Regions from separate parts of the Gossypium hirsutum genome. Here region 1 is linked to region 2. The links are chromatin contacts, called in public Hi-C maps. All regions are on one chromosome and are shown on one strand. The core of a region is the stretch at or near the end of the contact, and the rest is flanking DNA. Distances in the headings are between cores, read along the strand shown. Region 1 holds the start of LOC107914584 (protein FAM133). Region 2 overlaps LOC107914582 (a long non-coding RNA gene).

The links. A called contact is a pair of places that touch in the nucleus more often than the background predicts.
Region 1: a Hi-C map of leaf shows a contact between it and region 2, with 1.7 times the contacts expected there. The contact joins the promoter of LOC107914584 here to the enhancer-like site in region 2. A contact is called at or near these places in 15 of 34 Hi-C or Micro-C datasets (anther, callus, fibers and 3 more).

Annotation. Positions count from the first base shown.
Region 1 is chrD10:21,014,871-21,019,423 of Gossypium_hirsutum_v2.1, reverse strand. It overlaps LOC107914584 (protein FAM133), which reads right to left and starts at 2,463. Exons shown (of 5, transcript XM_016843526.2): 1 at 1,984-2,463; 2 at 1,109-1,210; 3 at 293-434; 4 at 150-196; 5 at 1-26. The coding sequence starts at 2,070.
Region 2 is chrD10:20,978,361-20,983,325 of Gossypium_hirsutum_v2.1, reverse strand. LOC107914582 (a long non-coding RNA gene) reads left to right here. Exons shown (of 3, transcript XR_001688926.2): 3 at 976-1,643. Among protein-coding and RNA genes, the nearest start is that of LOC107914580, 5.4 kb to the right of the region's middle. Within about 2 kb of position 1,280, at least 4 of the 9 cell types and tissues checked have an H3K27ac peak or open chromatin away from gene starts, as enhancers often do. A contact at or near this core is called in fibers, where this site is marked.

The sequences.
Region 1 (4,553 bases), core at 1,214-3,713, 35 kb before region 2:
GACTCAGAAGACCTCCGTCTTGAACGCTTCATATAATCAAAGGTTTAACGAGTGCACTTCAGTTCACATTTTCATAATAATAACAATAACAGGGGATGATACACAAAACGTAAAATTACAGTTACAAAGTTGTTAGAAATTATTCAAACCTTTCTTTTTTTGCTGCTGCGTTTCTTTGAATCTTTGTCTTTTCGATCTGCAATGAATTCAACACCCTTAGAGAGCAAGAAAAAGACAGTAATTAAATCACAAGCGTGAGAATACCAGCCTTTTTAAGGCCTTTTACACATACCCTTTTTATGGCTAGATTTACTACTGGAGTGGTTTCTACCATGTGCAAGCTTGCTTGCCCTTTCAGCATCTAACTGAGCTCTATATTCTCGCATCATTCGATCCGTATCTGCTTCTAGTTCCCCTTTTCTCAATGCATCTTCCTAGCATATCAACAAAATACACAAAACAATGTTTAAAACCCACCTTATGAACCAGGTTGTGTATCACATTACCAAAAACTGCTGGGTTAGCAATACAATTAAACAACCAGATTAGTTCGGAGAATAGTTCCATGGCCATAATATTTAGCAAATGAACAGGTAATTTCGACACAGAAATTTCTTAGTGCCTCATCTTTGTTCTTGATTTGATTTCTCCCAGCTGTTGAATTTTGGTTGCATAAAGCTCAGCCTCTGATGTTCGAAACTAGTATCAATACAGCATGGCTGTAATTTACAAATAATGCTTAATTGGACGGTATTTTAGCAACTAACTCAACCACAAAGATCCATTGAAAAGAACAAAATTGATAGACTGCTAAAATAGTTTCCCCCCTTTCTGTAATGACATGATTACATTCAACTAAAATTATGAAGGAAGCAGGTAGGTTTTTTGGATCACTTTTGAGAGATTTTGTTGTCTAAGTTTATAAAAAAATATGGAATCGATTCTTAACAAATTTTCCAATGTATATAGATTTGCATAGCATGTCTAATAACAGAAACACGGGATTCAATCAGCATGAATCATTATAAGATCGAATACATTTACTTTAGCAACTTTTTCGACAAATCAACATCATAGAAACAAGGGAGGAAACTTTTCTGTAGCTTACTTTTTGTTTCTTTCTGAACTCTTCCCATGTAACTGTATGAGAAGTTTTAAGACTGGCCAAACGAGCAGCATGCCACTCTGGTGAATGAAAAGAACCATCCACCTGCGATTCTCCTCATCAGAAATGTTCCAGAAAACGAATATTATTAAGAATACAACTAGCGTTTCCAATAAAATTCTACAATCTCATAGCAAAAAATAAAATAAAAATAAAAGAGAGCAACTTTTTCATCAAAAATCAATTTGTAGAATGTTCTTAAGTACTTCATCCAATTACGCAAAGTTAGCAAACGTAATAGCTATCAAGCAAAAAAAGAACTTAAACTGGTATAGACCAAAAACAAAGTTGTAAGAATTTGAATGATTGCATACTTGAAAGAAGCATAACATTTATCACATTGATTAGCAAGAAATACGAAAAAAAAATAGTGATGAATCCAAAACCATAAGCTCCCTCAGAGAACGACTCATCATCAAATCAAGATTACACTGAGCTAAAACAAATAACATATTCTTATTAGCAAAGCTCTATGCCATCACGCCCAACAAATTTGAGCTCGATATTTGAACAATTAGTAAGAGCATAATATTAATGCTTCGCTAAATCACTTCTAAGTTCCAACTACCAACACTGAATAAACTACATAGATTTAACCTAACAAATTGACACAAGATAAGTCAAAAAAAGATTTTAGAAGACCCCAAAAGTAAATTCCCAAACATTGGAAGCACCAACCAAGAAACACATCCATCAATATAAATGAAATGGAAATAAATCAAGAAATACAAAGCACCCAGACGAAAAAACAAGTGCAGGTAACTATCATAAATCGAATATTTATATATAGAATTGTTTGAACATGGAAGGGTACAAACCATGCCATCCTCGATCTCTTCAGGGCCAGCAGAGGAAGAGCCAAGCCTGGCTCTTTGCATAGCCTTGTAGGCTTGGTTTTTCCCCATTTTCAGAAATACCCAGATTCAAAAATCCCCAGAAAAATCGAAATTAAAAAAAAAAGAAAAAGGAAAGAGAGAAATTGTTTTCTGGTATTTAAGATATTAAGGGTAAAAAACCCATATTGAAGTAAGAAAGAATATAGGGAATGGTATTCAGCGAAAAGAGAGGTTTGGGTGAAAGAGGGAGAGGAATCTCAAGTTTTTCTTTCTTTGTTTTTTTTCGTTCCGGAGCTAAAGAGTTATGAGGTAAAATTCAGTATTTTATCTGAAAATAACACAATAAAATGAAAGAAAATAATAAAAACCATAATCATATGACGAGCTTTACAAAACCCCATCCCCCATTGGAACAAATCTATAAGAAAATAAAACAAACTAAAATGAAAATTGATTTTTTTCTTTTTACTTTCATGTTATATATTTCATTATTAATATATGTTTTTAAGAACTATTTTTATATATAAACAAGTGTTTTTTACAATTGTATCACACATTGTTCGAATCGATATTACTGAAAATGACAATTAAAAACTCTAGTAATTTAATTTAATTTAAAATAAAAAAAATATCCTAACATGTTGGGAGGGCTATAAACCTTTAATAATTTAATTTAATGTAAAGTTTTAAAAAATAACAGTAATTTAATTTAGTTTAAAATTTAAAAAATAAGTAACCTAATTAAAACTTAACAGACATAAAAATTGAAGTTTGGCACTTGTGATTGTCGACTTTCACTTGAAAACTTTAGCATTATCTTGTTTATAAATAAACAATCAAATTTGTTACTTCTTTTTACATTAAGCTAAAACAAATCGTCTTCTATCTTCTACCCTAAGCTTTACATAGACAAGTATCTCCAAAATACAACTATCAATCGTACTATAATGACTTTCAACTTATTGAAACCTGAAAAAGGAGATGTTGGTTGGAATGCAATGACAATGGAATATTCTCTTATGGCTCTGCTTCGTGGTCATATGAATATAGGTTCACATGATGAGAGAATGGTTCCTCAATTAACAAACATCAATTTCTACCATGTAAGTCAAATTGTCAGAGTTACGTACATTCTATTATTCTTATCCGCTCTAATTAAATGATAGAGACCAAAGACTCAAACATTTCATCTCCCATGCGGTGAAGCGACAATAACACTAGAAGATGTAATATTGTTGATGGGGCTTCTAGTGGATGAGTGTCTTGTAATGAGAAGTTTTGAGCACAATTCAAGGCATATCCTCTACGAAACTTTTAGAGTGATATCAACCTTCTATCTTATTTCAACGGGCTCTTGATGAAGTTAGATTGGTTGAAAAGGTAATTCGAGTAGCTCATAGGGAATCCAACCTCTATTGATATTGATTGTCATGCTTGAGCATACATTTTTTGCTTGGTCGATGTTGTGTTGATACCGATGCCAAAAAAGTCTAGCAACTTAGTTCATATAATATATCTCCCATTGTTATTAAATTTATAAATGGTCAATACATATAGTTGGGACTCTGTTGTCTTAGCTTGCCTATATAGAGCATTGTCCAAAGGGTGTAGACTAGGGAATGAGGAAGTGAATGGTTTCCTTGCGATTTAAATGTTGTAGGGGTGGTATCTACTTCCATTCATTGTAATAACCTCTAAACTTCTCACTTTCACTCTTTCTAGAAGATAAAAGTAGAACTCTTAATCATAAAATCCATTACTTTCTAAATGTTTTATACCTATAACATTTTGTAATTTATTAGTTTTCTTGAGCATTGTGATCATACAAAATAATGAAAGAGATTTTTGGTATTGATATGAGGAATAATTGATAGAGAATTGAATACTTCAATAAACTATGTACTATGTTGTTGATTTCGTTTAATTTAATTAATATAATCTCATAACTAGGAATAACAATGGGTCGAATATCTTCATTTTTTTAATTATTTGAACCCACAAATCTGCTTAAAAATCCAAAATTTTTTATTATCCAAGTTATTTGAGTATTTCTATCAAAATCGAGTTAAATACTATTATCTGTAAGCTATCTAAATTCTCAAAAAAAAACTAATTTCAAACTTTTGAATAATTTTTTGGACATTCAAATTTGCAAAAATCTAAATTTGAATAATTTTTTTGAATATTCAAATCTACTAAAATTCTTTTTTCTTTATATATATATAAAATCAAAATTATAAGTATTTTATAACTAGTGGATTTAGATATTGAATCCAAATCCTTATTCATTATCTGAATAAGCAATGCAAATTTCGATAATGGATATCTGATGTATTTATTTGCATTAGCTTCGAATTCAAAGTAGATGGTAGTTTTAAAATCTGAATATGAATATTATCCGAATCTACAATATCCTAAGCCGCAAAAAATGGATCAAATATCTATAGATATTTGAATCTGCAATTCGAATTGCCATCCCCACTTATAATGTAATTTAAATTCAATGTTCCTTTATATTTGCAATTTATGCGGATGTCAAACCAATAAGAAGA
Region 2 (4,965 bases), core at 31-2,530:
TTTCCACCGAAGGGTTCTCTTAATGCTTGGCAAAATAAAACAACCTCGGATAAGTAGTTTGATTTACTTGCAACAGTTGAAATAGGTTCTAAAAAACCCTTAGCTAGGGCTACTCCTTTCGTTTGGTACAATGGATGAGGAACCCTATGATAATCCACCATGAATCTCCAACGAGTTGCCTCGCTGCAACACCATAGTAGTTGAAGACTTCACCCACAAATGGATGGATAGGGAAGTAAAAGCCTGCCTTCAGTGCATAAATGGGGAAACTAAAGTGTGACAATGATTGAACTTGTGAGGGTGCCTAGTGAGAGGTTTGAGTGACGATGAGTTTAGTGCTCGATGGCTAGAGGTGAGTGATAGGTAGAGATATTCATGGGTCGATCCGATTTACTATTCAAAAAAATTAAAAATAAATTTATATTTTTATAATTAAATTTAAATAAAAATGTTTTTTATTATTTTTAAAACAGTGAAATGAATCATTTCGGTAGGCCATGTCTAGTTAGGCTTGGGACTAAAATTTTTGTTTGAATCGGGCCTAAGCTTGGCTTGGCCTATGAACACCTCTACTGATGCATAATTTTTTAGTTGGGGAAGGATTATAAAATGAAAGTTCATAAGGATGATTTCATATATGATCTAGGGCAACGTGTGAGAAAAAAAACAAAAAGGTGTAGTAATTTTTATTTTTAATTATATTTGATAACTCTAGGATATAGAGTTATTTTATTACTTTTAAGCTTTTATTTCATTCAAGTTCAGAGTGATTGAGAGTGTTTTAGTAGTTATTTTAATTACTAGAGTTATTTTATTACTTTTAAGCTTTTATTTCATTCAAGTTAAGAGTGATTGAGAGTGTTTTAGTAGTTATTTTAATTATGTTTATGGTAAGTAGTTAATCTTTGAAGCTTTATTTTAATAATGTATTCCTGCCAATTTGGACACTGAAAATGTGAATTTTTATCCTTGAAGGTGACTAGTAGAACATTAGAAATATGGAGAAAAGAATATGCTAAATTTCACCAATTGAAGCCTCAATGCTGCAGCAATGCCATAGCCTTAAACCTGACAGGAACAAATTGGAAACTTCATACTTAAAGAGCTCCACATCAGCTTTTGAGCTTAACCCATCTTTTAATCAAGTGCTGATAGTATCCGGGAACCAGAAAGAATAGGCTAGACAAACATGTAAAGGCCCAAAACATTTCTAATAGGAAAAAAATAGAATACGAAAGGGGTTTGATCTAGTCTATCTTCTTTAAGGGATGATATAAATATCATATTTCTCAAAAAATAGGAGGGCAGCCGCTGAGATTGAACAAACAGAACAAAAACTTTCAGGGTAAGAGCGTCGGAAAAGAAGCAGATAAGAGGAGGAAGAACAAGACGCAAACAACTTGTGGAGAACCACCGACATTCGACTCACATCTCTTCGCCTTTGTCTTTACCTATTATTTTGTTTTTTCTATTGTTTGAAATCATGGATAAATTTTTTTGAAGTTTTTTTTAGTTTGATGATTATGAGCTAAAAGTTTATATGCTAGAATGATTATGGAACCCTAATATGAGATTATTGGTACTTTGCTAGGGATGTTTGATGCAATTTGATGTTTATTCATTCAAGTGATTTTCATGTTTAAGCTTGCTGTTGCTTGATCAACATTAGTGGGTAATTGAGTTAATTGTTAAATCTAAAAGGGTTGTGATTAATGGACATAAAACTTGAATGGTGCATGTTTAATTTCTTTGATGTTAAATTTGTAACGATATAGACATATATTGTTACTGTTCATGATCTTGTCGGAACGGTGCTTGCAATTGTAATATTGATATTAACTTGGCATAGACATATGTTAAATTGATTAAAAGATTGAATATGTAGTGACTTCGAGAGAAGCCTATAACTTGTTAGGGGCTCGTTAGGGGCTTCGATGGAAAAATGAATTTAAGGGACCCAATTGGGCACAAATCATGATTCAAATGGCTCAATTGGATGCACTTTTCATTGATGGGCTTAATTGATTTTTAATTATTTTGGAGGGCTTATTTGACATTTTAACCTAATTTTTTATTGATGCATTAGAAATTCTATACACTTTTACCATCAACATCTATATCTATAATATATATATAAGCACGAGCCTAGAAAAACTTTTAAACTAATAAGGAAACCTTTTATTGTTAGTTATGTTATTTTATCCAATTAGTTAATTTTTACTATTGGTTATTTCCCTTTTTATTATCTTTAATACTATGAAAATGCTATTTTATTCTCTTAATTATTGTCCAAAAATAATGGACTTTATTATATATTAAATCAATTATCATTTAATTAGCAAATATTATTTTATTTTATTTTTAAAAAATATTATTATTTTTATTTAATAAACTATTCTCGTCAAATTCATATTAACATGCAAATTAGTTTAAAATTTCAAATTATATTTACTTTAATATTAAAATCAATAACTTTTACAGATAAAAATATAAGACAAATGTTAACAAAATGTGATTTAAAGTGATATTTAAATAATACTAGTATAGTTTACCCACGCTTCTCACTGGGTTGATTATTTATTTATATAAAATTATGACAGTAAAACTTTATTTAGAATAGATTTTGGTTGCAGATTTTCTTCTCTTTTGTCGAGAACTCTGTTAATGGAGATGATCAAACTTGTGGGCTTCATTGAATTTTAATTTATTAATGAGCATTTTCTCAAATCCTGCTCTTTTATATTTTATGCCTACTATGTGTTTGTTAAAATGCTTGTATGAGATTTAAGTTTGATTATTCACTAAATTGTTTTATTGGTTGATTGATGAGTGAGTTACTTAACTAAGTCATTATCTATGATTTGGTTTTTTTTTTGTTCAATTGTATTGAATCGCATATTACACTAGAATTGACGCCTTTAGTGGAAGATTTAGATAGATGAGTTTGAGAGGAGACTTTATCAGGTAGGACTTTGATACATTTGTGTCGAGTAGTGAAACTGATAGGAGATTTATATGCATAAGTGAGACCGAAAGGAGATTCCTAGCAACAAGTGGCAAATAATATAATCAACATTGGTTTATTAGCTTAGTTAGTAATTAACGAATTATTCGACCATCATTCCAATCCATTTGCATTGTTTCTAGTAAAATGGAAGAAAGTTGGTTTAGTATTTTTATTTGTAAATTTAGAATTTAGCTTTAATATATTTTCATATTTGGTTTGCGTTACTAATTTTTGATTCAAATAGACTAGTAATTGTTTAGCTTGTAATTAATTTGACAAACAAATTTACAATTGACAATCTCTTGTGTTCGATCCTTAGAATATTTCGTGTGTTCCATTGTAACACATATAAATATTACAACTGACCTGTCACACTTATAGTTGAAGTCACTTTTGATTCTCTATATTTCTTGCTAATTTTCTGTTTAGTGTTCGTACATTGGTGTGTCGCCACCTACTAAAAGTAAGGGTTTCTTTTCTGTGTTTTTTTGTTCATGTTGTTCAAACCCACACTCAACGCAATTCGTGTTACAAGAATAGTGAAGAATGTCGTTCAGTTGATAGCAAGGATCGACTTAAGTCCACCTTGCACAAAGCACATGTATAATTCTAGTTTGGGTTTATACTTTAAATATCACAAAAGAGTTTAGTTTTAGAAAAAAATTTAAAACTTCCACTGTACTTATAATAATTATTTTCTAAACTGATTTTTTCAACATAAATGATCCTTCTCCTTTTCATCAGAGGAAACCCCAGTTGTAGCAAAATTTGCAGAAGATATTTCCTCACCTAAAGGTTGAGATTGACTACGTGAAAAAGATGGTTGAATGGTCCTGCATCAGTAACAACACTTGTGTTAGTCCCTACTCCAATTGATCACCCCTTCCCCTTGAAGGAATAAGGGGAAATATATGAGGCACATCATCTGAAATCCTTCACTTTCGGTCCTAACACTTCCCATAGATCACTATATATTGTCAAGGCTTTATAGTTAGCCCCCGAAAGATATAGGCCACAGTGTGACCAACATCAAAGGGCCACGATTGGTTACGAGGCTTCTAGGACCTATCATCGACAAACCTTAGCTCAAAACGAACATTACAAAAACCATTTGTGTAACACCCCTTACCCGTATCCAACACCGGAATAGGGTACGAGGCATTACCAAAACACATACACTTGTAAACGTATTTAACCGAGTTATAAAATTTCATCAAAATTAAAACTTTCAAAATAATTAACATGTTTCTATAACTTTTCCCAATATATCCTCAAAATATTATAATCATAATAATTAGGGCCCGCGAGACCCGATACATACTCATGCAATTTAATGCTTCATTTCCATTTCATTCAATTCGCAATTTCTCATGCTCATAATTTAAATCATATCACTAGCAATTTCCATTTAATTCACGTGCAATTCAATGACATCAAATTCAAAACTAATACGTATTTACCATTTAACTCAATGTTTATTGATTATACCATTCAATAACACATTTATGAAATTCTCAATTTAGCAATGAAAATATCACTTTAGTTTGAATAACAACATCGTCCTGATATAAATACACTACCACTTATCCATTTACTTTAATTCTTTTGGGCCCATTTGTCACTTACCATCCTTAATCAAATTAGGGAACGGTCACGGAAAATTGAGTACTTCACTTTCACTTTGCCATAGTATAACTATGGTCTTACGTATGATCACTTATCACTTGTCCCTGATCAGATAAGTGTAGCCACCTATCACTTTGTTTCTTGATCAGATAAGTGTAGCTAAAGCTATCACTTATCACTTTTCACTTGTCACTTGATCAGATAAGTGTAGCCGAAGCTATCACTTATCACTTTGTCACTTGATCAGATAAGTATAGCCGAAGCTATTACTTATCACTTTCCACTTGTCACTTGATCAGATAAGTGTAGCTAAAGCTACCACTTATCACTTT